2 separate regions of the Mus musculus genome follow, and region 2 is linked to region 1. A link is a contact called in public Hi-C data. All regions are on one chromosome and are shown on one strand. Each heading gives the region's core, a stretch centred on a gene start, on an enhancer-like site or on the middle of the called end of the contact. The rest is flanking DNA. Distances are from core to core; before and after follow the strand shown.

Region 1 (6,500 bases), core at 362-2,861:
ACCTGTTCACAACCACCCTTTCCTTGTGCCTTGGCTATTTAACCAAACTAAAGGGACCCAACTCACTCTACAGCACTGGTTCTCAACCTTCCTAACTCTGTGACCCTTTAATATGGTTCCTCACGTGCCGGTTATCCACAACTATAAAATTATTTTTGCTGCTACTTCATAGCTGTAATTTTGATACTGTTGTGAATCATATGATACAAATATTTTTGTTTCCTGGTAGTCTTAAGGTGACCCCTGTGAAAGGGTCTTTGGACCACAAAGGGGCCATGACCCGCAGGTTGAGGACCACTGCTTTAAGCTGCTATCTCTACACTCATCTCTGAACCTCAAGGACAAGGAATGGGAAATACGTGTTATTGTGAGGATTGGATGCTGTGGCAGTGATCATCCAGAGCTGGTCCTAGATGAGGAATGATATGGGCCCTTCACCCCCCAAATCAAATCCATGTGGACACTCTAGACAGGGAAGAAATCCATCCTAAAGTGGTTGTATAGCTTTCAGAATTAATCACAGCTTTTTTTCTTTGCTCAGTGACTCTCAGGGAAATCTCTCCAGACTCCAGGTGCAGTGGTCCGTAGAAGCTCTGGCGGCAAAGCTGAGCACCCACCCAGCCAAGTCACAAGTTAAGAGACAAGGTTCATTGTCGTGCATCTACTAAACATTCAGGCTCAGCACCAAGATCTTCTGGTGAAACAGAGCAAGAAACACAAAATGATAAAAAGCGCTTCTGCTCTTATCTGGCTGGCGGGATCATGCCAGGCCATGTGGCTACCATCATAGGGCAGGCGGGAGGTCTCATCATCGGCGGCCTGAGCATCATGGGCATGTGGCCTCCCATGGGCGGTCTCATCCCAGGAGCTGGTCCCACGGACATCATCCCAGGCGGAGGGAGAGCCCATCACTGGCATCATGGGCGGGCCTCCCATGTGGGGTGCAGGCATACTGTCAGGCGGAGGAGGACCTGGGAGACTGGAGGGAGGTGGGATCATGGTCCCAGCAGGCGAAGGAGCAGAGAATGGAGCCCGGAGGGAATTTCCTTGTTGAAATGCAGCCGTTGTTTCGTCAGCTCTGGCAAGCTCTTCCATCCATTTCTGGGAATAGTCTTTCACATTCTTGTTTCCGACCACTGCGGTGTGTCTTCCTCACAGACAGAGAATCGTGGGTAAGATACATACCACAGTAGTCATAATAAAACGTAGGCAGGTTGCTCCTCAAGCCCTTGTCTATCAGGGTCCCCGCCACAAGGAACTGACGCCGGATTTTTCACTACATATGAGATGAAGGTGTTGAGTCTGTCCCTGAATAGAGCTGTGCACATATTGTCCAAGTTGGAGAGAGTGATGCATTAAGTCTCTATCAAGAACTCAGTGTCTCTGCTTTCATTATTCAGTTTATGAGTGATTTTTCTCATAGGGCGGCATGTGGTAGACTTCCAATAGGCATTTTTAAATCGAATGAATTGGTGTTAAAAAGAAAGTATTATATGTATTTCAAAAACTATCTAAAAAGCTCCCATTTAATCATCTAACTCTGAAGTAAGATATAGTCCTAAAATAGCAACCAGTGAAGAGAGTGGATTCAGATGTGGAGGCTGCGAGTGGCCTTGACGTGTTTACTGGAGTCACACGGTTACCCTGGTTACTGATGGTTTTGCTCATTCCATTTGGCTGGCTGATTTGACCAAACATCGTTTCAACATCTTTTCAGACTGGCCTGCGAAATGGGATAAGTACTGTTTAGGAGAGTTAAAACTCGAGTAATGTCGAAAGAAAAAGGAAAAAAAAAAGGCTAGAACTTAGTAACTCTTTTTAGCTGAAAGGTAGAGATTAGTGGATCATACAAACTTAGAAAATAGTAATTTTTGTAAAAGTATGAACATGTTATTTTTAACTGTACAGTTGCTATAGTAAGTTGGTCATGTGTAAAAGGAACTTGCAGTGAATTCAAGGGTAAAGAAATGATGATCATAGAGTAGGCAGGGCTCAGGAAATATGATTATTTTTATTTGTGTGTGGGTGTGTGTGTTGAGACAGGGTCTCTCTGTAGTTTTGACTGTTTTGAATCTAGCTATGTAAACAAGGCTGGCTTCGAATTCGGCTTGCCTCTGCCTTCTGAGTACTGGGTTTAAAGACATGGGTTACCACTGCTGAGGGAATAATCTGATTTTATTACCTACCAGGTATGGTGGAAAATTGACATGAACACATAGGTAGTCTTTTGCTGGTTAAATAGCCTTCCTCTACTAATTTGGGATGTTTGTCTTGGTAATGTTTTTTGGATAAGAGTGTTTGCAATACATTTTGTAAAAATTTAGTCCATTGTTAATCTCTTTGTGGTCTAAAATGAGGACACAACAATTTAAAAATACACGCTTGTCTCTGTGACATAGGTGATGGCTCTCAGATGCTTGTGGCCTGGATGATGGCTGATAGTTCACCTTTGTGACAGGTACAGGTACTCTTGAGTCCTAATGTGCTTCCGGATTCCCTGCCCTGTCACAGGTGGGTTTATGTGACTCTGTAGATCACTCCAAGACAGGCATGCATTTGGGTTAGCCTCTAAGCCAGGTACACTGAGAGGTCTGATCCTAGAGTCACCCTTGGAAATAAGTAAATGCCTCACTGAGTCAGGCTTTGAGAGTTCAAAATCCTCCCAGTTTGTTCTGTCAATTTCTCTATCTCTATCTCTGTCTCTCTGTTTCTGTTTCTCTCTTCCTCCCTTCCTCCTGCCCTTTCTCCCCCCTCCACCACACTCTGCTTGCTGCCTGCAGTTTCAGATGAGAGCTCTCAGCTGTTCCTGCCTCCCTTGTCTTCCTGCTACCACGCTTCACCACTCTTGAGGCTGATGGACTCTTAGCCCTCTAGAACCCTAAACCCCAAATAAACCTTTTCCTCTCTAAGTTGCCTTCATCATGTTTTACCACAGCAACAGAAAAATATGGCACCATACCAGCCAATGGGAAGAGAAAAGATATAAATGGATAGTCACTGACTTACCAATTGTGTGTTTTTTTTTAACTTTTGATGATTCAAACGTAATGCACATGAAGTATAAAAATGTTGTGATCGTACCTTTTTTAGGTTGTTGATGGGCATAGTACTGCCTCTGTGTTGCAAAGTGTCAATGTGCTGAGCTTCCCAAAAAGCCTGGTGCTCTGCAGTGCTGTGTTAGGATGTTAGGCTTGTGCTAAGGGGACTTGAACGTAAGGGTTTTCAATTTATCGTGTGTTAGGATATAACTCCACTTTATCCAAGGGACACCCAGATTTAGTATGAATTGCATTTCAAATAATGAAGTGGTAGCATCGTCCAAAGACGCAGCGATTTGATTTGACAGCTAAGAAGAGATGTGTGTTGGTGGCCGCAATTCATGCTCTGAGCACTTCCTCTAAGCAAAACCTTTAAACCCTGCCTTGTTGGCCACCCACACTCCCTCCCTTGCAGTCTTCCCTTAGTGAGTGACCCATCGGTGGACTTGCAAGCTGTAAACATGAAGTAGTCACCATCCTGTGCCGCTGATCCACGGGAAACAAGTCACAAGCTTCTTTGAACTGTTGAAATCTGTCATTTGTAAGTTCTACTACGAATATATTTGTATATGGATGAACTATATGAAAGAATGCCCACACACTAATAAAGTTCACAATTTTTAATACTTGTAATCAAAATTACTGCTCAGGTTAAAATGTTTTACAGAATGTAATCGTAACTTAGACTGAACTTTCTGATCAGGTCTGTAATGCCAGAGATGTGACTTTCTCATATTTAGATGACATGAACCAAGGGTAGACTTGAAAAGTTATGTTAGGTAGGGGAAAAAAAAATCACCTTTAACAAAGATGGCAACAACCAAGAACTGCAAACAAAAACCACAAAGAAAAATAGAATTCAATAGCTTCCTATACTTGGCTCAAAAAAAAAAATAGTAAGCAACTCTAAAGTTATAGTGTTGGTTGTGTGGGGAACAAAATGTTGTCGGCTACAAATCGTCTATAATAAAATACAAGTGGAGTGTGCAGCAGTAGGGGTAGCCTGGCTTTTCTGAAGTCTATGAGGGTGTGTTTTCAAAAGAACTCAGCACAAGTGTGAGGTGAAAAGTATGGACTGAAGAATTTCCTCATATTCTACAGCACAGGAGGTGGTTAGAAGTACCACTGTGGTCTTTCCCTCAAGGCTGAAGAGAGCCTTGGCTGTGTTCTCCTTTTTCCAATAGATCAAAGAAGCTGGATTTAGCCCATGTTCCTTTAATTATTAATGTCTAGGAACTCTCAGTGGAAAAATTCTGTAATCAATTCTGAATTTTTAGTTATCAGGTTTAAAGTTTCCTTATAATAGTATACTGTGGATCCCTTTACCAGCCTTTTGACCATATTTTTATAGGATGTTTAACACTTTATAAAGAGATAATGGATGTTTCCTACCAAGGACAAGTCTCAGATGTGGAAGATCTAATGGGAGGGTCTCAGACCAAGGAAGCCGAAGTCTTCAATCAAGTTTAACAATTAGTGTCTCTTGTTCATTCAAATACCAGTGCAGAGGCTGTGGGGCGGGGCTCTGGGTGGGAGCAGCGAGTTATTTACTATTCTTCCTCTTTATAACATGGCCACATCAGAAAGAATCTCCCTTCTGTATCTGTTGTTGTTTGTCTGTCATGTTGCTGCTGGTGGTGTGTATGTGTGTTTGTGTGTTTGTCTGTTTCACTATTATTTGTCGCTTTAGATTGGCCTGTTGAGAATGTGTGGCTGATTCTAGCTTCTCAGACTTGTGGAGCCCAGGCTCTGACCCTAACAATTCCAGGGCCACTAAAAGAACAATAATTTTAAAAAGCTCTATTACCAACAGAAATTCAGCCACTACATCACATCAACATTAAAGCGTTGAACTTTAACCTTGGGAATTTCAATGACTTCTATTATAGTCAATTTAGTCTTAGCATATAATCTATATTTAAATTTTAACTTTTATTGCACTTTTATGATTAACTTTCTAGTTTTGTTTTTATCTTGTATTTTCAACTTTGGAACAATCCTTTATTTTAGGGTGTATCTAATTTATAATCTTATACCCTTTCTTATTTAGAAGCTTTTTATTCTTTCTTTAACCTGCTTCTTTTCCTTTAGCTACATATGTATACCATTTACTTTTCTTTTTCTTATTTGATGATGTTTTTAAATTATTATTCACTGTAACAGTTAGGAAATGTGAGCTGGTGAGCTGACTCAGCAAGTAAGGGTGGTTTCCACTAAGCCTTAAACCATGAAGTTGATCCTTGGGACCCATGGAGTGGTAGGAAAATAACAAGGGAGAAAGACCCCTATCACAATAAAATAACTGTTGCATGAAATCATAAGAATTTCAAACTCGTTGACATGTGAACATCATTCTGAATTCACTGGATTTTCAAGGTATTGATCTGTATACACTCTGTAAGTGGAAACACACAAGGAAAGAAGAAAAGGCTTCGGGACTGGTTGACCAGGAATCAAGGTATAAAGATACTCATACATTTATTACATGATAATCTAGTTGTGACTGTTTCTCAGCTCACTCCTTTAGTGCCCAGTGCTGCAGGCCATGCCACGTGGACAGTCCTTGGGCTTTCTCTCCACAAACCTGACAACATAGCAATATTTCTTGCAATTTTATGTCCCTAGGTTAAACCCAGAACTGAAGCCAGTAATTCAGCTTACCCACAAGAACAGCAAGGTCATATTTGTGCCTGTCTATATCCAGCATCAGCATTCACTGGGCATTGTTAGGGATCAACTGTACTCTCTGGGGAACTTCATGTTATGGACACTCTCGGGCACTCTGCCGACAGACAGCACAGTTTACTCTTTCTTTAGACAGTTTACATAGTTGGCTGTGGTTTTGGCAGGATCTGGAGCTATGAAAACTAACAGTATGAAAAGCTAATACTGTCAATAATTTCACTTCTACATAACAGGCCTGGTCTTTATTTGTTTTATCACCAACTTCTCCAAATAGCAGAGTGTAGAGACGTGTGCTCATGAAGTGAGGATGGAAAGTAGAAAGATCCATTCCCAGCCTGACCAAGGTGGGGATATCACTGGAGGTGAAAAGTCTGTGCTACTAAAAAATGGAATTTTAAATACCTTCAGGAACACCCTGGAGTTTGGCCCTCTGTGCACCATGTACTGTGAGCAAAACGTACAAGGTTTTAGATTGTCAAGATTAAAGCAGGCAAAGATTGAGGAAAGATTTTTTTTTTTAAATTAAAATCATTCCACATTTGTTTGTTAAATTCCATACAATTTTAGTTTGAGATTACCTTCTGAAAGCCATCCTCTGGGGTAAGAAACTCCAGCTATTTCAGAAATGTGGCTGTACCAGAAAGCAAGCTATTGAGAAGTACAGGCTGTTACACACACACACTCATGGGCCAACAACAGAAAATAGCACTGAGATTTAACTGTTCCTTTTAGAAGTTTCTCAAAAGACCAGAATATGAGGCAAGTGTGGTCTGCAGT
Region 2 (6,430 bases), core at 1,283-3,782, 2.1 Mb after region 1:
TAGCAAGCTTTGCAGTCACAGCAATGATAGAGACCATGCCTCTATTGCCCAGTGTATCCTTAAAGCCTGCCATGGTGCTCATGCTAAATAAATACCTAGTGATCAAGTAAAGAAATGAATAATTGAATAAATCCAAATATTTACCAATATGTACATATCTGAAGAAAAATTGCAATGTTTGAAAGTTATCATCCTGGATTTGATAGAGTTGTGGTTTCTTGGATACTAAATGTTTTAAAACTGTTTTTATTGGTTATTTTATTTATTTATATTTGAAATGTTATCCCACCTTCGCAGTTTGCCCTTCACAAATCCCCTATCCCATCCCCCTCTCCCTGCTTCTATGAGGGGGCTCCCCCACCCACCCACCCACCCATTCCTGCCTCACCACCCTAATATTCCCCTACACTGGGGCATTGAGCCTTCACAGGACCAAGGACTTTTTTTTCCATTGATGCCAGATAAGGCAATCCTCTGCTACATATGTGGCTGGAGCCATGGGTCTCCCCATGTGTATTTTTTGATTGGTGGTTTAGTCCCTGGGAGTTTTAGAGGATCTGGTTGGTTGATATTGTTTTTCTTCCTATGGGGTTGCAAACCCCTTCAGCTCCTTCATTCCTTCCCCTAACTCCTCCATTGGGGACTCCGTACTCAGTCTGATGGTTGGCTGTGAGCATCCTCATCTGTATTGGTCAGGCTCTGGCAGAGCTTCTCAGGGGACAGCTATACCAGACTTCTGTCAGCATGCACTTCTTGGCATCAGCAATAGCGTCTGGGTTTGGGGTCTGCATATAGGATGGATCCCCAGGTAGGGCAGTCTCTGGTTGGCCTTTCCTTCAGAACCCCTTGTGTTGTGCATATGAAGATATAAAAATAATTTGTACCCACAGATATTATACAATGGGCCAGACTCTGGTGCTGGTGGGAAGAAGCTACATCAGGACTTAGCCCTTGATCCTGAGTCCTGACCACTAATACCACACACTGGCCAGGCTCTCCAAAGGGCTCATAAACAAGGGGCTGAGGCCCAACGAATTTTAGCTTCTCAGGCAGCAGGAGGTGGGAGGTTCTGGGAAGAGTTCAGGAGAAGTCCCACAGAGTCGGGCACTGAAGCCATCACAGAGCTCCTCTGGATCGCCTTCCTTCTTGGCGTGTGCTGAGTGAGTATTCAGCCTTGGTTTGTACACATTAGGACTTGATAGTCAGTTTTACTCGTAGAAGAATTGAGTTGAAGCCTAGATGGAATGCCAAGGATTTGGGGAGTCTGGAAGGAATTCCCATGTAGTGCCACCACCTCTTAGAAGGTTTTCAAAAAGCAGGTGCATTTCTGGGGTGGTTAGACCTTGGTGGTACTTGGAAACAGAGCACAGCTCTGTCCCTTCATGAACTCCTTCCAATAGGAAAGGATAAAGCTGGAAAATAGAGAACTATGGCATTTAGAGCAGCAGCAGTATACTGTGTGCTTCTTCTGAAGGTAGACTTCAGGAAGTACCATATGCTAAGCCCGTTCTCTTCATGCTCAACACAGGTAAAAATGTAGGATAGAAAAGAGTTATCTGCCAAGTGAAACCAGTGCTACCTATGCCATGAGAAAGGCGCACTCAAAGCAGCTGGCTGCTGCTGTCCTGTCCTGCACTGTAATGTTTGATTCTCAACACCATTTGCTAAAGTTCTTCTGTGGATCCAAAGTATCTTTAATTTTAACCTTTGGGGCCAATATTATTATGTTATGTTATATTATATTATATTATATTATATTATATTATATTATATTATGGCTTCACAAATGTGAATTTGTTCCAGATATTTAGGACTAAACAAACATTCTTCACTTTCATATAAATAGGAAGTTTAAATTTTTTCTTTTGAAGAGGAAATGGAAATTTGAAAAGTAAAAACAAATAAACAACCAGTAAAAACAACAAACAAACAACCTAAACATCAGGGGTGGGGACGTAGTTTGGTGATGAAGAGCTTGCCCATCATGTGAAAGCCCCAGATCTGACCCAAGCAACCAGCAACAACCCTTGTCTATTGCTAATGTTTCTTTCATTTATTCTCTGTCTTCAATGGACTGAGTCTCCACAATTACACTTCTGAAATAGACATAATTTCTAGGAGGGTACTTACTAGTAAGCCGGAGGAAAATAGTACCAGAATAACACCGTAATGCTAAAGTGCAGGTGCCAAAGGTTTGTATAGACCCCCAGGCACTCAGAAGTGCTGCTGTCCTGTGGTGGCAGGGCTGTCAGGGAGGCTTACAAGGAAGCATCCTGATGGACTCTAGATGCAACTGTGGGAGAGGATGGGGTGAGGGTGGGAAGACATCCCAGTCAGAGGGAGGGGCATGGTATACAAGTGAGAAAAGCAATAAATATCCCAGGAAACGAAGCATCTTCTATTTTTTGGATGTATGGAAGACCAGAAAACTGAGGGCAGATTCGACTATGGGAGCCACTGAACACCAGGTTGGCCTGTTCACGCTAGTCAGCAGAGAAGGGGGATGTTAACAAAGGCAAAGGCTTAGTTTGGCTGCAGCAGGCAGGAAATAAAGCAAAAGCAGAGACAGCACTTGGGTGGAAACCCAGGGGCAGGTGGAGAGGAAGGACAGGTGGGGGTCGGAAGGAGGGGAGGAGCTACTTGGTATTCCCCTGTGAGTTCATAGGAAAGGGGATGGGAAAAATGGAGAAGGAGTTGGATTATAGGGAAAACTCACAGTTTTAACACATCTCATCATGAATATGTTCATGTGTGTTCTAGCACGTTATATATTTACACTGCTGAGCTGCAAGGGCGGGTAGTGCATTGAACTGGGATGTCGGGTGGATCGAGTCCCATTTCAAAAGTTGTCAGCACTGTTAAATTTATCACTTCTACCCCCCATAAATCAGATGACTGCAGTGAACCGACAAAGGAAGCTCCTCCGTGAAAATTCTGCTAAGTCTCCACTTCCTGTTTGAAAAGTGACACTGTCAGTTGCTTAAGGGAAGTGGTTTGGGGTTCTGTATACTGCTGAGTAAAAAATGTGCTATTGTTTCAAAAAAAGGGAATCTGATCCCCTCCCAGTAGGTCACAGAGCTACTATGTGACTAAGACTTGTAAGAATGTTAAAAACAAACAAGCAAACAAGACTTACAGACACAGCTAACTATATGCCTTTAATTGGGCTCTTCCCTTTAAGGGAATCAGTTAATTAAGTCTGCTTTTCTCACTGTCCATATTTCCCTTTTGATTCTTACATGTTTATCTATCTTTGAGCCTTCCAGGCTTTTACCGTGTGACATTCTTGCACAGAGGCCAGGGCCAGAGCTCTTCTGGCAATAGGAACAGTTTGATCAGGCAAAGTCAGGAGATAAATATGTGCAGTTAACAGTGGGGCACTCTTGGGAAGGATACAGGAAGGCTGGGGGGACGATCTCCTCCTGTAAAGCTTTTCTAGACACGCTGGGAGGGAGAGCCCCAGGGTGATTAATCGCCATAAGGGCTTGGAGACGCTTTGGCAGGCTACTCACGGTGTAGTAGGTTTTATCCATCCTTCACATTCTACAGAAACAAGCTGCGGTGATTCCTGTCTCTCTATCTTGACCAGTCTTGGCATAAGAGGACCCCAGTGCAGCTCAAGCTTGCAGAGAGGACCCTGAGGCTGCCTGGACACTAAGGGGCTTTCATTTAACCCTTAGTTAAGAGAACACTTGTTATAAAGAAGGAAGTTTACTTACAAAATTTATAACTTGTAAATTGTAATAAAGAAGCAGTCCCACTGGGTTGGTCTGAGGTGAGGGCAGCAGATGGTATCACTTCACAGTGGCACAACGTTCAGGAAAAGATGGTCACATCTCAAACAGGAGCAGAGGGGTGGTGGGCATTCATTTGACCAGGCTTTCCTCTTCCCGTAACAGACATTTCTAAAGAACTTGAGGGGGTTGCATGAGCAGCACCCCAGAACCTAGAATCCACTGTTCCACTTTCCACAGGATCCACATTCTGTGGAAGTGACCCTGGGGAGCAACCTTCTCTCACAATGTGACCATACCCAAGCCATAGCAGTAAACACAAACTCAGTAAAATGCCCCATGCACCTACTTCAATCCTATTTGTTTACAAATTCCATGCAAACAATGCCATACATTATAACACATATATAAAAGTAAAAAATTTCAAGGATTAGCCGAAAGCAAAATATGAAATCTCTTCTCCTTTCTACTACTCTGTAGAGCATGGGACACCTCACTTTAAGGATCAGCAATGCCACTTATTTTATGAGAACTGTTGTTACCTTAACCAGTTCTGTCTTGGTCCATTCCAGGCCTTGGCAATGGAACATAAGCAGATAACCATATACGATAACATAAATGGAGGTAAACTTAACTCATCGTTCTGAAGGTTGGAAACCAAAGCTCAAGGCACCCACCTAGTGTGAGCTCCTCCTACAGTGTCAGCATGAAAGCCATCAAGAGGTAGAAGCAGGAGGAAGGGATAAGGGACCACAACTCATCCATCTTCCTGGAACACACTTGTTAGGGTTTGAATCTAGAACGGTCCCTCAGAGGGTCACCTTTGGAGTATATAGTCCCTAACTCCTGTCTATCCTGAAGGCTGAGGAGACTTTATGAAGGCAGGGCCTGGCGTGTGGAAATGGTCCAATCCTAGACTGCTTTTTAACTGCATCTTCATGTGCACACACTCTGCTACATCCCATCCATGCCTTCCACTCCATGATGGGGTGAAACCTCTTAGCAGCCACAGTGGAAGCCTCTTCTCTTAGGAGGCTATTGTAACATAGATATAGAAAACAACCAGTGCAACGCTCTATAGTAATCCACTCCTGAGAACAAAGCCAATCCATTCTTCAGGCCAAGCCCTCATGGTCCAAGGTCTCTTAAAGGCCCCACCTAGCCATGCAGTTGTATTGGGAATTAAATTTCTAACTCAAAACTCTGGCTGACATGGGTGACATATGAAAACCAGAGCAACTTTTTCAGAAGTTCTTTTGAAATCTATGGTATGGTGTGGAGACAGAGTCGGGGGATCTTGGCCTGGTATGGGATGTTCTTAGGAGCAGATAAACCTTTGGGGAATACAAAATCAAGTTCTTTTGTGTCACAAGCACACAGTCTCAGGCCCACTGTTCATTCTCCCCTTATATTTAGTAGTCTTATAAGTTTTAATCTGTGATGCTTTGGTTAATGTCCCTCATCTCCAAACTTGCAAAGCCTCCAGGAAGTCAGGGCCTAGGTCTGCTTTCTGTCACACCATGCTCCCAGTGTCTGTCACACGGTGGATACTCTGTAGATCTTGCTTTCTGTCACTCCATGCTCCCAGTGGCTGTCACATGGTGGATACTCTGTAGATCTTGCTTTCTGTCACACCATGCTCCCAGTGTCTGTCACACGGTGGATACTCTGTAGATCTTGCTTTCTGTCACACCATGCTCCCAGTGTCTGTCACATGGTGGATACTCTGTAGATCTTGGCCCATGAATAGATGGTGCAGGAAGGTATCTGTCAGTTTCTGTCTGAGTGGTTATCTGTCGCTGCCACAGTGTGCTGTCTTAACTGCTGACTATTTTTGTAATGAAAGTGTGACATAGGTTTATCCTCGGGGTAAAACACACAAGCTCCGAAAGGGGTTTTGCTACTCAAAGGATTGGACAAGTCTCTCCTCTGAACATTCTGACAGGTAAATGGGAGGCAGAGAGGTTGATGAGAAGGTGGAGAATAGGGTAGACCCTGAAGGAGCAGGGGAGGAAGGAGGCTACCCATTACAGGCTGAGCCCCCGTAGATGAAGTTGAAAATGGATCTTTCACCCACCAACTCTGCTTTTGGTTTGCTCCTTCAAAAGCACAAAACTGACAGAGCTGCACTGTCACCATGGCCGGTCCCCAGGGAGCACTTACATAAAGCTCTGTCCCATGGCACTCACCACTGTCCTCCACAGGCCACCTGCGAGCTCCTCAGCAGCTGGGGTAGCAGACACAGAGCCGGCCGAACTGAAGGACGCTGGTCAGGCAGCTGGCTCGTCTTAAGCTGGGACAGAAGGGACACTCTACTGCTCCTTGCATATAATTTTCTTTTCTGGGAAAATTATTATGATTCTGATTATTATTACTACTATTGGTATTGGGATAGCACCCAGAGGCTCATTCATGCTAAGCAAGTGTTCTGCCCCTGAGCTCCATCCTGGTGCCTCTCAGGTCATTTCTTATCACAAGGCCCACTAGGCCCTGATGGATGCAGTTCTGCCTCAGGCCGAGCTTGATACCACAAGTCAGGTTAATCTTGCCTTCCTTTCTGCCTGTTGTTATTGAGCTCCCAGAGAAGCAGAGGCCCAAGCAGAGGCAACGTTTGGTGATCAGGGCATCAGTGCCTCGGGATTGCACTTCTGATGGCTGAGAGTAGAAGGATGTGAGAGGGGAAACAGGCTGAGGAT

The links. Hi-C and Micro-C count contacts between places; a contact is called where the count stands out from the background.
Region 2: a contact with region 1 is called in a Hi-C map of uterus, with 3 times the contacts expected there. The contact joins two enhancer-like sites. A contact is called at or near these places in 2 of 484 Hi-C or Micro-C datasets (embryonic fibroblasts and uterus) and 1 of 115 datasets of contacts at active chromatin or transcription factors (large pre-B cells).

What each region holds. Positions count from the first base shown.
Region 1 is chr9:92,611,765-92,618,264 of GRCm38.p6, forward strand. It overlaps the pseudogene Gm2495. Among named protein-coding and RNA genes, the nearest start is that of B430319G15Rik, 72 kb to the left of the region's middle. Within about 2 kb of position 1,612, at least 35 of the 459 cell types and tissues checked have an H3K27ac peak or open chromatin away from gene starts, as enhancers often do. A contact at or near this core is called in uterus, where this site is marked.
Region 2 is chr9:94,688,944-94,695,373 of GRCm38.p6, forward strand. All of the region lies in intron 2 of Slc9a9 (solute carrier family 9 (sodium/hydrogen exchanger), member 9), which reads left to right. Among named protein-coding and RNA genes, the nearest start is that of Slc9a9, 22 kb to the left of the region's middle. Within about 2 kb of position 2,533, at least 182 of the 459 cell types and tissues checked have an H3K27ac peak or open chromatin away from gene starts, as enhancers often do. A contact at or near this core is called in uterus, where this site is marked.